Linked DNA regions of Mus musculus: region 2 is linked to region 1. Evidence: chromatin contacts called from public promoter capture Hi-C data. All regions are on one chromosome and are shown on one strand. The core of a region is the stretch at or near the end of the contact, and the rest is flanking DNA. Distances in the headings are between cores, read along the strand shown.

What was found. Promoter capture Hi-C pulls out the DNA fragments that hold promoters and counts their contacts.
Region 2: a contact with region 1 is called in a promoter capture Hi-C map of liver, with 4 times the contacts expected there. The contact joins the promoter of Mfsd1 here to the promoter of 4931440P22Rik in region 1. A contact is called at or near these places in 4 of 39 promoter capture datasets (liver, neutrophils and pre-B cells), 2 of 484 Hi-C or Micro-C datasets (B cells and CD4 T cells), 1 of 115 datasets of contacts at active chromatin or transcription factors (astrocytes) and 1 of 9 other capture datasets (liver).

The regions. Positions count from the first base shown.
Region 1 is chr3:65,524,398-65,531,734 of GRCm38.p6, reverse strand. 4931440P22Rik (RIKEN cDNA 4931440P22 gene) reads left to right here and starts at 2,321. Exons shown (of 2, transcript NR_027955.1): 1 at 2,321-2,498; 2 at 2,570-4,252. Tiparp (TCDD-inducible poly(ADP-ribose) polymerase) reads right to left here and starts at 3,288. Exons shown (of 6, transcript NM_178892.5): 1 at 3,103-3,288; 2 at 1-511. The coding sequence starts at 470. It also overlaps the pseudogene Gm22279.
Region 2 is chr3:67,581,262-67,587,970 of GRCm38.p6, reverse strand. Mfsd1 (major facilitator superfamily domain containing 1) reads right to left here and starts at 5,203. Exons shown (of 16, transcript NM_025813.3): 1 at 4,994-5,203; 2 at 3,275-3,327; 3 at 2,261-2,373; 4 at 628-670; 5 at 1-53. The coding sequence starts at 5,153.

The DNA.
Region 1 (7,337 bases), core at 1,072-3,571:
GTTGTAGAATCTGCCACTGTCCCACTGATGGTTTCTGGTGGAAAACTGTGGTCTTGGATTGGAACCCCCTGTTCTGGAGCATCTGTAGAAGGATGCGCTTCTGGTAATTGGCCCTCAACATTTGTCCCATCAGGAATCAGGACAGGCATACTGTTTTCTGCTGGTGGACACGATGGGTTGATTTCCAGGGGTTTTTTCACTATATGTTCATGTAAGCTGCTCTCATCTCTGTTTTGGTCTCTAGCTCTAAAAACTCCATCAAGTGAGCCAGATTCTAGCAAAGTATTTAATATTGGCCTCAAGGATCTCAGGGTTCCAGTTCCCAATCTTTTTTGTTCCTGTTTTTTCTTAAAACACGTTTTCAATGGAGAGATCTTCTCAGAAATTCTCATTTGGCATGAAAAGTCATCAGAAGGAGAAGGAGGCTGTACTACACAGTCTGGCTCAGGTTCAGTGGTTTCCACTTCCATGATGTGATTAACTCCCAACTGTGCCTCAGTATCTACAAATCCTACCAGGAAAGGAAGAAAGATGATCATTTAAAAACTGACAACTGAACCCATTCATTCATTAAAACATTTTGCGTTAGTCTATGGTTAACTATCTGCAATCACTGCTTGCATTATAGTTAGCTCTTACAGGTCAATTTTCTTTTTTTAAACTGAGAAATGAAGATTCAAAAGCTATGCAAAAATCTGCATAATAGTAGATAATAGTAGATGAGAATGTATTTTTCAATACTTATGTATTGACTTAATAATTGATAAACACACACACAGAGGAGGGGGAGACAGAGCAAGTGCTGTGTGATTCTACTGGGGTATGACTTTATTTTGTAAGATAGAAATAACTGTCTTTTTCTAGAAGATGAAGCAGGGAAACCACATCTCTTGCTTAGCTTTGTGGTTCCCTTTACAGTTGTTTATGATCTGTCCCATGAGTTTGCAAAAAACAAAATTCACTGGGAGGAAAGTTCATCAAAAGGATAAACTTAAAAGGTTAAAAAGTGAAAGAACTAGTGTGTGTGTGTATGTGTGTAAGGATAGACACAGAAGCTTTCAAGTGAATTGTGATACAAGAGAAAGCCAGAAGCCTGCTAATGTTTTTACATTCTGAAAGTTCTAGTATTTAATTATTGAATGTTAAAGATTTCTAAATTTTTAAAAAATTCCTGAAGGAATATCAGGATATGCCTAACTTCAACAACCACTGTACCGTGCCTTAGAAACTTAATACAGCACGATTATACAAAGGGTCCTTGTCTTTAGAAAAGTTACACTTATCCACTTTAAAAAAAAAAAACAAATGAAAGTATATTATAACCAAAAAAATACAAATATTAAAAAACACCAAATTTCAGAATCTGAATTTTTTTTCCTTTCAAGAACCAGATCCTTTAAAATGACTGAGATTTCCAGGTATTTACTGAGATTGTTCCAGATGAGAAGGGACAGTGATGAGCAATTAATGGTCTTTTTTCTTGTCCAATAGACTGAAAGAACTCCTTGATGTAAGAACCTATGATTTAATCAAGCATGCATTAGGAGTCCAGTATAGTACCTAGCACTGTTCACCACTGAGGATGTCTGTATTTTGTGGCTGAATTACTTTAGAAAAGGCACACATTAGATGCTTTGTTCTTGGTTGAAGGTCAAAACCCAAAATGGTAAGACTTCGTGCTTTAAAAAACGAATATAAAGATCTAGGAGGGATTTATAAGTCTATGTATACAAAAGTGCTGAATAATCAAAACTCAGAAAAACACAAGGCATGGAACAAAGTGCTAGTCTAAGTACAAAAGAGATTTATTTATTTTAAATAAATAAATATTTGAGTTCAGTATGAGCTGGCATTGTTAGAGAAAGCCTCACGAAGGAGGGATCTGACATGAGACATAAATAACTGGAAAGCAGCCAAGCCAGGCGTTATTATTCATCATTCGGTGCTCTTGCCTCAAGGCTCAGTTGGCACAGATTGTGGTATTCCCTCTCCGTATCTAACCCGCCTGTGCCTTCCCCTACGCACGCACACTATCCCCTCCTATCACACCAATCCAGGCAAAATACTAAAGCGATTTTATTTATACTTCTGCACACGCACATGCACGCACGCACGCACGCACACACACACTCGCACGCACACAACTTTTCCTCTTACTGCCCCTCCACCAAACTCGGAAACTCAACTAGGAAGCAGAGGAGTGGAGTGCGGAAGCCACCAGTTCCTCAATTAGTTTGCATAACAGAAAAATAAAAAGATTGGAAGGTCGTTTCCTCCGGTCGCCCGCAGCGGGCAACCCAATCGCGCCACCCTTCACCTCGTGACGCCCCGGTCGTCTGGCACCACGAGCTGGTCACACCTTCCATGGAAACCGCCGGCTCCAAACAGCCAAGGAGTGAGACGCCCGGGTCCGAGCGACGCCTCCTGCCGGCCGCGCTCCGCGCAGCCACGACCTCCCGCCGCGCCCGTTCCACCGGGCTCCGCACTTCGCCGAGAGGGTGAGCATCCCCGCCCTCACCTTGTCCTCAGGGACCCGGGCGCCCCCTCACTCCCGGCCCACCTTCCTCAGGACCCGACCTCCCCGCCTCCCCGAAGCCACTCAAGGCGAGTCCACAATGAATTCCCCCCCACCCCGGCCCTGCCTCCTTCCCGAGGACCGGCTGGCGAGTCCCGGAGCTTGCAGGGCCGAGCCGCAGCGGACACTCCGGGTGGCGGGGAAAAGGAAGGGGAACCGGTGCGGCACTCAAAGTTAACTCGAACACAGCCTGCAAACTTCTGGGCTGCAGCCCGGAACGCGCGCCGGCCGGAACGCTCCCGCAGCGCCGAGCCCTCCCGCAGGGGCTGCCCCGGCTGCAACCCCCCGAGAGGAGTCGCGGGCGGCCCCGCAAGCCCTGCGGCGCCAGTCCATCTATCCACCTGCCCAGCTCCCGGCGCTGAACCCGATCCCACCCCGCCACCGACGGACGCGAGCGCATTCAGCTCTCCCGGGCAGTCTAGGGATCCGCCGCTGTCCCGACGGGGACTCGGGGCGGCGAGGCTGGCGCCCGCCATCCCGCTGGGGGTCCCTCCGCCGCTCGCTGCCCACCCCCCAGCCCCTTTTACCTCAGGCAAGCCGCCCTTCGAACGCAGCCCAGGCGCGGCGTGGAGGGCCGCCTCTGCGCCAGCGGTCCGAGCCGAGGACGAGGGCCGGTGTCTAGGGGTCGTGGGCGGCCGACGCGGCGAGCGGCGCGCGGGCCATTCCGCGGACCTGAGCGCTGAAAGCCGCAACTGCTCTCGAGGCTCCAGCTCGCTCGCCTGTCAGCTCCAGCTCTGCTTTAAGTGGCTTCCGGTCTCCTCCCCCGGGCCGGCTCGTCTTCGGGGAGGGAGGAGCTTCGGGGCCGAGAGGGGGTGGGGTGGGGTGAGGGGGCCGGGCGATCAGTGAGTGCCGGGAAGCTGGGGCCCCGCCTCCCGTGCGCGTGCTCCGGACGGAGGGGCGCGCGGCGGCTCGGCGCTCCGGGGAGGAGGAGGAGGAGGGAGGGGAGTGTCCGCTCGCGAGCGGCCGAGGGTCCCCGAGGCTCTGACGGTTCGCGAGGCCGGGGAGGCTACCTCCCACCCCCCGTGAGCCTGCGAGGAGAGGAGGCGCGCGCCGCGTGGGGCGGACTCCACCTGCCTGCGGACAGATGCAGGGTCACCGTGTTCCGCGGACACCCGGGCACGCGATGTGAGAGAGGCTGTGAGACGGAACGGCCGGTTTCGGTGCGGTTGCCTTTGTTTATCTGCCTCCTTTCAAGACGCCTCCAGATCCCGAGGGGGAAGCGAGTGGCCGCCTCCGCCGCTGCCTCCAGACGGGGTCGCCGGCCCCGCGCCGTACGGGCGGGAAGGCTGAGCCCGCCCCGCCGCCTGTTCCCGGACAGCCTCCGCTAGGGGAAGCCAATGTTAGGGTTTTGACAATAGAGATGCCTATGCGCGTGTTTTGCAGCCCACGGATCACGTAGTGACTAATTCATTTAACAAGTCAGAGCGCCTCTTCCGCGCCGAGCGTGTACTAGGTTTAGAACTACGACCTTCATCACCCAGACCCCACGCCCTGCACTCATAGAGACTTAGGGAACCGAGAGTTAACCTCAAAAATATACATGAAACTGGCATCTGGATTGTAACTTCATGTATTCAATAGCTTTTTGTTGTTGTTGTTTTTTTAGTTGGAAATAAACATTAAATTTGTATAATCCGAATTTAAGAAAAAAAATTAAAAGATCGTACTTATTCAAAAAAAAAAAAAAGGGGATCCTGGAAAAACAGGCTAAGCAGAGGCTGTGGTTCCCAAGTTTTATGGCACTGCTAACCCAGATTAATGATCACCCAGCAGTGTTGTTTCAAATTGCATCAAGTAAAGGCCCTCAGACTAAAGTGGAAAGGTTGGGACAGAATTCAAAGACTAGTATATAAGCAAAATTAAACTATTTTTAAAAAACTATAATAAGATTGCAGTATTTCCAACGTTTTAAAACTGTCCCAACTTTACCTACTAACTTAATGATTACCAAAAATATTTGCAAAAACAATGTTTTAAGTAAATTTATGGTTTTATGTTGGGTTGCATCCAAACTTAATCCTGGGACACACACATGCAGCCCTCATGTCTCCGGTTGAACATACTATATTTGGGGTTAAATCTATCATTTTACTACGTATTTTTTTCTCTCATCTATTTTGTTTGTTCAATTTGCTTTCGTGCTACTTTTAAAATTCCATTCTCTTCCAACAATTTTTTTATACATTCTTTATACTTTCAGTACTGTTTCAGTTACTGCTATGTACAAATCACCCCCAAATATAGCTATTTAAAACCATAACTGATTTGTTCATGATCCCGGGCTCTTTGCTCAGGAATTCCACCAGGACAGAGTGCCAGTAGCTCATCTGTACAGCTTGAAGGCTGGGCCTGCCTAGTCTAACTGAAATCTCTTAGGACACAAGGTCGAAGCTAGTGTCTCAGCACAAATGAGCTGACAATGATGTAGAAAATGCAAAGATGGAATCTAAGAATGCTGGAGAAGCCAGGTGGTGGTGGTGCACGCCTTTAATCCCAGCCCTTGGGAGGCAGAGGCAGGAGGATTTCTGAGTTCCAGGCCAGCCTGGTCTACAGAGTGAGTCCCAGGACAGCCAGGGCTACACAGAGAAACCCTGTCTTGGAAAAAAAAGAAGGCTTGTTGGTCTGTTTTCTTGTGTGTGGCTTCTCTACCTGGCTGATATGGGCTTCCTCATAAAATGATAATCTGGATTACAAAATGGGGGCATTCCAAAAAAACAAGGCTCAATAAGCAAGCAGTATAATTGATTACTAATATGTCACTGACCCAAGCAAGTCACATGACCAAGTTGAGCATCTAAGTGAGAAGGGTTTTTTGTTTTTTTTTTTTTTTTTTTTTTTTAGTTTTTCGAGACAGGGTTTCTCTTTATAGCCCTGGCTGTCCTGGAACTCACTCTGTAGACAAGGCTGGCCTCGAACTCAGAAATCCACCTGCCTCTGCCTCCCGAGTGCTGAGATTAAAGGCGTGTGCCACCACGCCCAGCTGGGGGAAGGTATTTTATATAAAAGGCTATAGATCACTTAAGGGTAACTTATCCTAATTCAATTAAGAGCTGATAATTAAATGTAATTCCAGAGCTAGTTTAAATATTGGTTTCTAGAACCCTGAAACTCATACTCTTAAAAAAAAAAAGTTGGAGGTGGGAGGGTTGGAGAGATGGCTCAGTCAGTACTTAAGAGCACTGGATGCTGTGTCCGAGAGGACCTATGTGCAGTTCTCAACAGCCACATGGCAGCTAACAACGATTTCCAGGGAATCTGATGCCCTCTTCTGACCTCCATGGGTATTAGGCACAAACATAAGTACCGACATGTAGGAAATACCATACATATAAAATTAAGGACTTTTAAATTTGGAATATGAAAGTTTAAAATTATAGAATGCTCTGTGAATTGTTATGTCATTCTTGCACAGGGTCCATGCTAATCTTTTCTTAGTATACATGCTGCTGATGTGAGCACAGACTCACACACTTGATCAGAAGGACCAGTAACATCATGAGGGCCCTTAGAGCCTGCAGGCTGAGCCCCTATCATAACTGACAGGCATTCTGGGCTATCCTAGAAAGGGTAAGATTGTATTCCTTGAATGAGAAGAAGGGTGAATTGGGCTGTAAAGTTCCTATTGTACTTTTCTCCTTTATTAGAAATATTTGGATGATCCGTCTCCTCTTTCTCCTCCTTTTTCTTCTTCTTCCTCCTCCTCTTCTTCTTTCTCCTCTTCCTCTTCTCCTCGTCCTCTTCCTCCTCCTCTTCTTCTTTCTCCTCTTTCTCTTCCCCTCTTCCTCTTCCTCCTCCTTCTTTCTCCTCTTCCCCTCTTCCTCTTCCTTCTTTCTCCTCTTTCTCTTCCCCTCTTCCTCTTCCTCCTCCTTCTTTCTCCTCTTCCCCTCTTCCTCTTCCTTCTCCTCCTCTTCCTCCTCTTCTTCTTTGTCTTGAGGAAGAAGGGAGAAGGTTGCCTGGCTGTAAAGTTTATCTCCCTAGATCTCATGTAATTATGGTTCCCATAAGGAGACAGTCCTGGAAACTGCTCAATTGCTAGAAAAGGATTTCATTTTCTAATATGGAGCCTCTCCTTCCCTCCTGTCCCCTCCCTCACTTCCCTTCTCTGACACACAGATGGAACTAGTGTCTCATGACAAAAGCAAGGGCATAATGTGGAAAACATGAAGCTGGAAGCCATAGGCTGAGGATGCTTGGAAAGAAAGAAGGCGCCTGGGTTGTTCACGATATTCTGAAGCTGCTCCAGCAGTCCTAAAATGGCTTCTGTCCCCCAGATAAATCACAATTTGTCTCCACTTCTACTTGGAGTGTGTAGCTGAACATAGTTTTGGCTAGTACATAAACTATCATGAGTTACCTTCTACTGAGTGTTCTTGCTCACCTGATGTACAAGTTAGATACTAACTTGACTTAGTGTGTTAGAAATACCCAAAGAGCTATCACAAAATAATGTATCAACTCCCATACCATTTTCTGCTAAATCCTGATATCTCAAATTGTTATCAGTGTAAGAAACATTTATTAAAGGAAATAGGAAGTAGAAGGGAGGAACAGTATCCAAACTTGAACCTCCCAAAGTCTCATTTTAACATTTTGATGGTCTCTGCCTTTTTTTCCAAGTACTTTTTTACCATTATGACACTAGTGCATATTTATATTATTTTACCTAATGTTCTACTATAAATAGCTTTCCAAGTTAGCACAAGTTAGCAAGGGTGTGGCTAAGTGAGAAAACAAATACATATACTGTGGTGAATAACAAAAT
Region 2 (6,709 bases), core at 3,954-6,453, 2.1 Mb before region 1:
CCAAGCTCCATCAGCCAAAATGCATTAAATATACCACCCAGAGCAAATATAACCTATAATATGAACAGCAATAAAAAAATTAATTCAGGATATTTAAAAGGAGTAACTAACACAACAAATCCTCATTTTCACAACAATCTCACTAGCCTGCACTAATAAATCCGAGAAATTAAAATATTAATGTTCATGCATTTAGCAGGACTTCTAGAATATCTTCTGGGTTAGGTTAACCCACGTGCAAATGCCCACCCCAATGTGCGTGCCACCGTTCTATGGGCTGAGCAGCACAGAGAAGCAAGCAAGCTGAGTGTGCACGCGCCACTTCCTGTTTTCCTGCTGGCAGGCACCATGTGACCAGCTGCTTCAAGTTCCCGCCATCATGCCTCCCCCTCAAGCAGAGGGCTGAGCCAGCCCTTCTCCCTCCTAAGTGGCTTCTGCCAATCGCAGCAATGAGGAGGAAACTAAGACAATGTAATTTCAGGGTTACCACCACGAGGCCATTCTTGGGCCTGATTAATTAACAAATCAATCCATTCATTCATTCAGCATAGTTTTGCTACGGGAATTAATTAAATAAGACTGCAAAGTCATTATCAAATAATGAATAAATATTTTGGCTTTTCTTACCTGTCCGATGCAAACAAAGCAGCTAAAAATAACTGTGCCCCATCTGTGTGGGAGAGAAAAATGTCATTTTTCCACATTATTGCTGGTAATCACAGAGTCCTATACTAATAACCAGTTTGGTTTTCTTTCTTTTCTTTTTTCTGCATCCAAGGAAGGTGAACGCTCATCTGCAACCTTCCAGGGCCGAATGCTAACATACAGAAGGCCAGAGTTCTGGCAGGGTTCCAGAGGGTCAGCAATGACACAGGTTCGTTTACACGATTATCACCTCTTAAAGCTTAAATCATCTTCACCAAGTTCTCCTTTAGAAATGGAAATTCTTTATTAAATCTCTACGCAGCATTTAGAGCCGGAGACTAGTAAGAAGGCTCAGTAGCACAGACCACTCACTACTCTTGAGGAGGATCCTGGTTCAGGCAGCTCATAACTGCCTGTAACTCCAGCTCCTGGAGACCAGACTCCTGTACTGGCTCCACACATGGCATGTGTGCGTGTGCACAAAATAAATCTTTATCTTACTATCAATTTAGAATTGATTCCAGGAAATTCTACAGTAGATAATTCTAAGTTTATAATTCTTGGTAACTAAAAACTACTTTTAGAAGACATGGCTATGCCAAGTTAATGGAGTTACAGGTCCAACTACAGTCTATTAATATTTTACCAGAGTCACATAATAGCAGCCTTAGCAGACTCTTCAAAAGTCATCAGAGCCAACTGCATTTCTGAAGCTAAAATTCACTCAAAAACATTAAAATCATGGCCTGAATCTTCTCTAAAACTGGAAAACTCAACGTCCCACAAAGATTTATATCACCCCTATTAAAAGGAGTTCCTCCTCCATGTAAGTGGAAAGAGTTTCCCTAAAACTTAAGCTAATTCTATCATCCCTTGAGACCCAGTAAAATCTAAACACTTCCTTAACGCTCAACTATTTAAGATTCTTAGAAGCAACCCCAGCAAATCTAAGCACACAAGGCTGTCTCAACCCTTATCCCTCAGAAAGAGTTAGAACCACTCCGCAGCTCCATTTCTGCCTTCTGAAGAGAGCCCCAGCTGATGGTCCCTAAGTCCCACTTGAAACACAGCCAATGAGAAAGATGAAAAGTGACAAAGCTAATAGCAAAGGGACTATTCCTCTTCAGCATCAAATGACCATAGCCACAAAAAGTTCAATGGCCAAAGACAGGCAGAAATGGTGGGGGAGGGGGGATCCTTAAATCTTACCAGAGCTGAGGGATGTATCTCCACCTATGTGCAAAGACTTTACAACTCCATATCTCACTTAATCCCTGTAGAAGCCTGTAAGGTAGGAATTATTGCCCCTACTGAGGGGAGGGGGGGGAGCTGAAGCTTAGGAAGTTCGTCTAACCCAATTTAAGAGCATAACTTATGACCTCGACCCATCAGCAGCATCTACTAGGCCTGATCCTAATTAATAAACCAACCAGGCTTCAAGGATCGAGTCTAGAGCCAAAATCAATCTTTAAAAACAAAAATCAACTCTTCGTGTCCACCATATGTCAATTCACACAAGTCTATTCAGTTCTTTGAAGAAAAACTTTGGCCCATTCCTACATTCTAATAACCAGGTTAAATTTACCCACAATTTGACTTTTTTTTGCAAGCTTACCGTATTCCAAATATGCGGTCTATCAAAAAGCCACCCAAGAAACACAAAACTACATTGGGCCAAGAATACCAGGCATACAGCAGCATGAATTTCGTGGTGTTCACTTGCATGTCCTGGATAGAGAGAAAAGAAAACTTTTTTTCCACACAGATTCTGCAATTAACGAATCAAAACAAAACGTAGTGACAGCTGTGTATCTATACAGGGTATGTTTCCTAACCATGTGTGAACTGTTACTTCCTTGTGACTCTGGAAGCTACGACCCTTGCCCTTAGAATAACAGCCATACCTGGGAACATCTTAAGTCCACATACTATGTCTCAGGCCTCATGGATTCTAGGACCTGTCACTGGCATGGGGGCCAACTCAGCCCTTTTCTGTCTCCTACGTTCCTCCTTCTTCATTTCCACCTCCATTATGGACTCCTCCCAAACAGAAAAGAATCGTCCTTGCCTAGTCTTACAGATGTTATCCTCTTTAACCCCTCCTAGAATGCAAAGGACAGCCCATGCATTTTTCCTCTGCCTAATGGCTTTTTAAAATGCACATAATGATGGTCTAAATGCCCAAAAAACAACAAATATCAAATACAGTTTTACAACTCAAAACCAGACTAAGAATGCAGATAGGGCCAATACTCAGCAACCAGTATGCACATTTATAAAAGTAAATAACAGCAAAGTTTATCTAAGAAGGCCAAAGCTGTCCCACCACTCACTCAATGGTTCAGAGGAGTGCAAAGCTCCAACCAACACTAGCATTTCCCGTAACACTGTGGGCAGAGTCCATAATTATCTACCTAAAGAAGAAAACCATCTCGAGGCATGTATATGTTATTCAGGAGTTCTTTAGAGAAACAAATTTGATCTCTGCAGCCTGTGGGTGTGGTGATAACAGACACTAGAAGAGAAAGTGGACATCTCAGATGGGGCACCTGAGAGCTCATTCTATCTGAGCATCTGTAAGTGAGTGCTCCAAAGCAAAGCAGTACAAGAACGGAGAAAATCAACTCACCCGTTTCACCTGAGTCTGAAGGGCAGCGGGGTTGTCATAGCAGAAATAGCTGCCTAGAAAAAGGAAGAACACATATTTCACTCGGAATGATAATATCTATATAAGAGTTTCAAGTTACAACTCCTAACTAGTAACTCCCCGGAGGTGTTTAAGGTTTACTATGGCTGACACTATGACAACAGATTTTTTTTTCTTGCTTGTGTGTTTGTTTTACACCACTTCCTGATCTACCATTCCAAAGAACTTCCACAAGGTAGTGGTGTGCATACACAGCATATACCAGAAACCTGATAAAGAGGTCAACATCAACTGCTTTTAATCATTTCGTTTCCGTCTTTCTTCCCATGCTTATCACTGTATTAACATCTTCATGAAATCGCTGCATTTCCCTTACTTAAAAAAAGTCTACAAGCATCCTCTACAGGTGCACGTTAGCTGGGTCCTCACTTTTCTTGAAAGCAGAGGTAACTCAGAGATTCAAACCAAACCAGTATTTGATATAGATCCTGATCCTGCAAACAAACAAACAAAAACAAACAAAAATACCCAGGAGCAAATAACTGAGTGAAAACTGGGCTAGAAACAAGAACAACACAAGCGCCAGTCTAAGGGATCAAATGAAAACTGGCAATGTCTCCTGGGAGCGGGGAAAGCTGACAGGCTTGAAGAAGCCCCAAGGTAACACTGCCTGTTTCCCCGCTGACTCTGTAAATACACAAAGCTAGCGGTCCAAAGGTGGAGAAGGCAGCTAGCGACAGGGCGGCTCTAGTTTCTCAAACCCAAACTTTCAGCCCAATCTACCTACCAAAAATAAACTGTCAACTTGAGTAGGGACAATTTCTTCAAGTGTTTTGTCTATGCTTACTGGTTATTGATTCTAAACCTAGAAACTTCTCCTTCAGGATTTAACTGCTTATAAGAAATTCAATACCATGGTTGGTTGGTTGGTTGGTTGAGACAAGATCTCACTTTGTAGCCCTGGCTGGCCTCTCTAGCGCACAGACATGTCCCTGTCTTCCAGTACTGAGATTAAAGGGCGCCACCACTATCAGCTCAATACGTTTTAAAGCAAATGAGTACCATCTTCTCAAAAATAAAGAAACCGAAGCCCAAAGTATCTTTTATAAACCAGGTGCATGTATTTCTGAATCTGATCCCCCTGAAACACTCTTTCAAGCCAAGCCAGTTGTTACGAATCCGAACAGTTTCAATGTAAACTAAAAACTGTAACACGGGAGGGAAGGGTGTCTTTAAAAGTAGCTAATGAAAGTGTTTTGCGCCAGATCAGATTTCATAAGTGAAACCAACTTAACAAGTGTGGTCCTGCAAGGCTGTCTCACAGAGGAAAGGTAAGAAAAGACTCCTACTAAGGTGTACTTAGCAGTGAACACTATCCAAAGCGGATCCGAGCTCTAAAAGAATACAAAGGAAAGCACTGGGGAATGGGAGGGGTCGCCTGGGGAGGGAGGAAGAGGGACTTAGTCACGCTCTGAAATTCCCCCAGCAACGTTCTGAAACTCTCGGGAGCACAGCTCTCCGGGAGAAAGATCTGAGTTTCCTTCTCATCTGCGTCCCCAGGGAGGAGCTGCTGAACACCGGGGCTTGGAGGAACAAACGTCACCTCGCTCCAGACACTTGGAAAAAGCGGGCTCCCGAGCCCAGGCAGCAGCGCGAACCCTGGAATCCCTCTATCATCTGCCCCAGCCGAGCCCCGCTCACCGAAGCCAAGGAAGCACATGAGCGACAGCACCACGAGCCGGTGCGCCAGGCGGCTGGGGTCGCAGAGCGCGGACAGAGCGCGAGGGGCGCCATGGACTGCGCTGTCCGCCTCGCGGCGGCCCCCAAGCAGCGCCCGATCTTCCCCATCCTCGTCCTCCATCAGCTTGCAGCCTGGAACGGAGCAGGAAGCAAAGGCAGGGCGGCAGCGGCAGCGGCAGCACTCACGTGATCACGTGTGTTCACGTGACTTGCTCGGGCCACGCCTCTCCGTGCTCACGTGAACGGTTGCTCACGTGGTGGCCGGGCTCCCGTGCTGCCTTTCTGTTCTGCCGATGGGGTATAGATCCGGTCGGGAGTGGGAGTGAGCGACCGGGTTCTCATTAACATCTGATTTAAAACCAGTAGGAAGTGGTGGTGCAGAAGTCGTGGTGGAAGGCTTGACCTGAACCCAGCTCAGTCCTCCCTCCCTCACTTCGCCAACTCTTCATGAAGAGTTGTTAAGTTGACCTGACGGAACAGCATATGATGTACCTGACACTTATGTACTAGAAAAGAGGACAAATTCTCTCACCTCTGAATATGGGTGAGAGAATTTCCTTAGGTGGACAGAAACTAATCATGTGGGTGGATGGATGGTGACTGCAGCTGAAAGAGTTATTGAATTCCTCTGGGTTTTATACGTTTATAATTACACGTTTATACTGATCTTGGAGTAAGAGGAAAGTCGAGTAAAGTAGAAACACGAACATCCTAAATGAGGAGCCATTCAGAGATGTCCAGCAGAGTATAGAGACCACTAGGTTTGTTTTGAGAAGTTTGATTTGGCAGCGCAGCCTTCTACCCCACATTTCTAGGTTTGCCGAGTCTTTGCAGTAGAATTTTGAGTGTAGCAAGGCTAGGTGCTAAATAGCTGTAAAGCGTGCCGCAGAAGTGAAAGTGAGAGGCTCAAAGCTGGAGCTATCGCACCAAGGAGAGATCCAGTGACTAAATGAGGACTTGCTTAAACAATAGCACCTGGGATTTGAAAAAGGAGGAGGACTTTTGAGTGTTTTCTAGACTCCTAGCTTGGGCCCTCCAAAGAGATCCAAATATGGGGGATGGGGAAGCAGAGGGACTGTGTCAGAGAGATACCGTTTGGAATGTTTATGCATAGCCTGCTGTCTACCTTGCATTCCCCTGACTAACACTGTGCAGTTGCCAGCACAGTGGTCATACCCCACCTTGGGCTTAATCTTTCACTCAGCATCAGCTGTACTACAATGAAGGGCCTAGACCATCAGTTTACATTCCTTGGCTTTGTCCACAGTATAGATTACTGTCTTGTGCTGGCTAGTTTTATGTCAACTTGACACAAGCTGAAGTCATCTGAGAGGAGGGAGCCTCAGTTGAGAAAATGCCTCCATGGAATGAACCTGTAGGCAAGGCTGTAGGACATTTTCTTAATTAATGACTGTTGGGGAGGGCCCAGCTACCCTTGGGTTGATAGTCTGAGGTTCTATGAGAAAGCAGGCTGAACAAGTCATGAGGAGCAAGCCAGTAAGCAGCACTGTTCCATGGCCTCTACATCAGCTCCTGCCTCCAGCAGAAGGTTCTGTTTGAGTTCCTGTCCTGACTTCCTTCAGGGAGAGACTATGATGTGGAAGTATAAGCCAAATTAATCCTTTCCTCCTTAACTTGCTTTGGTCATAGTGTTTCATTAAAGCAATAGAAACCCTA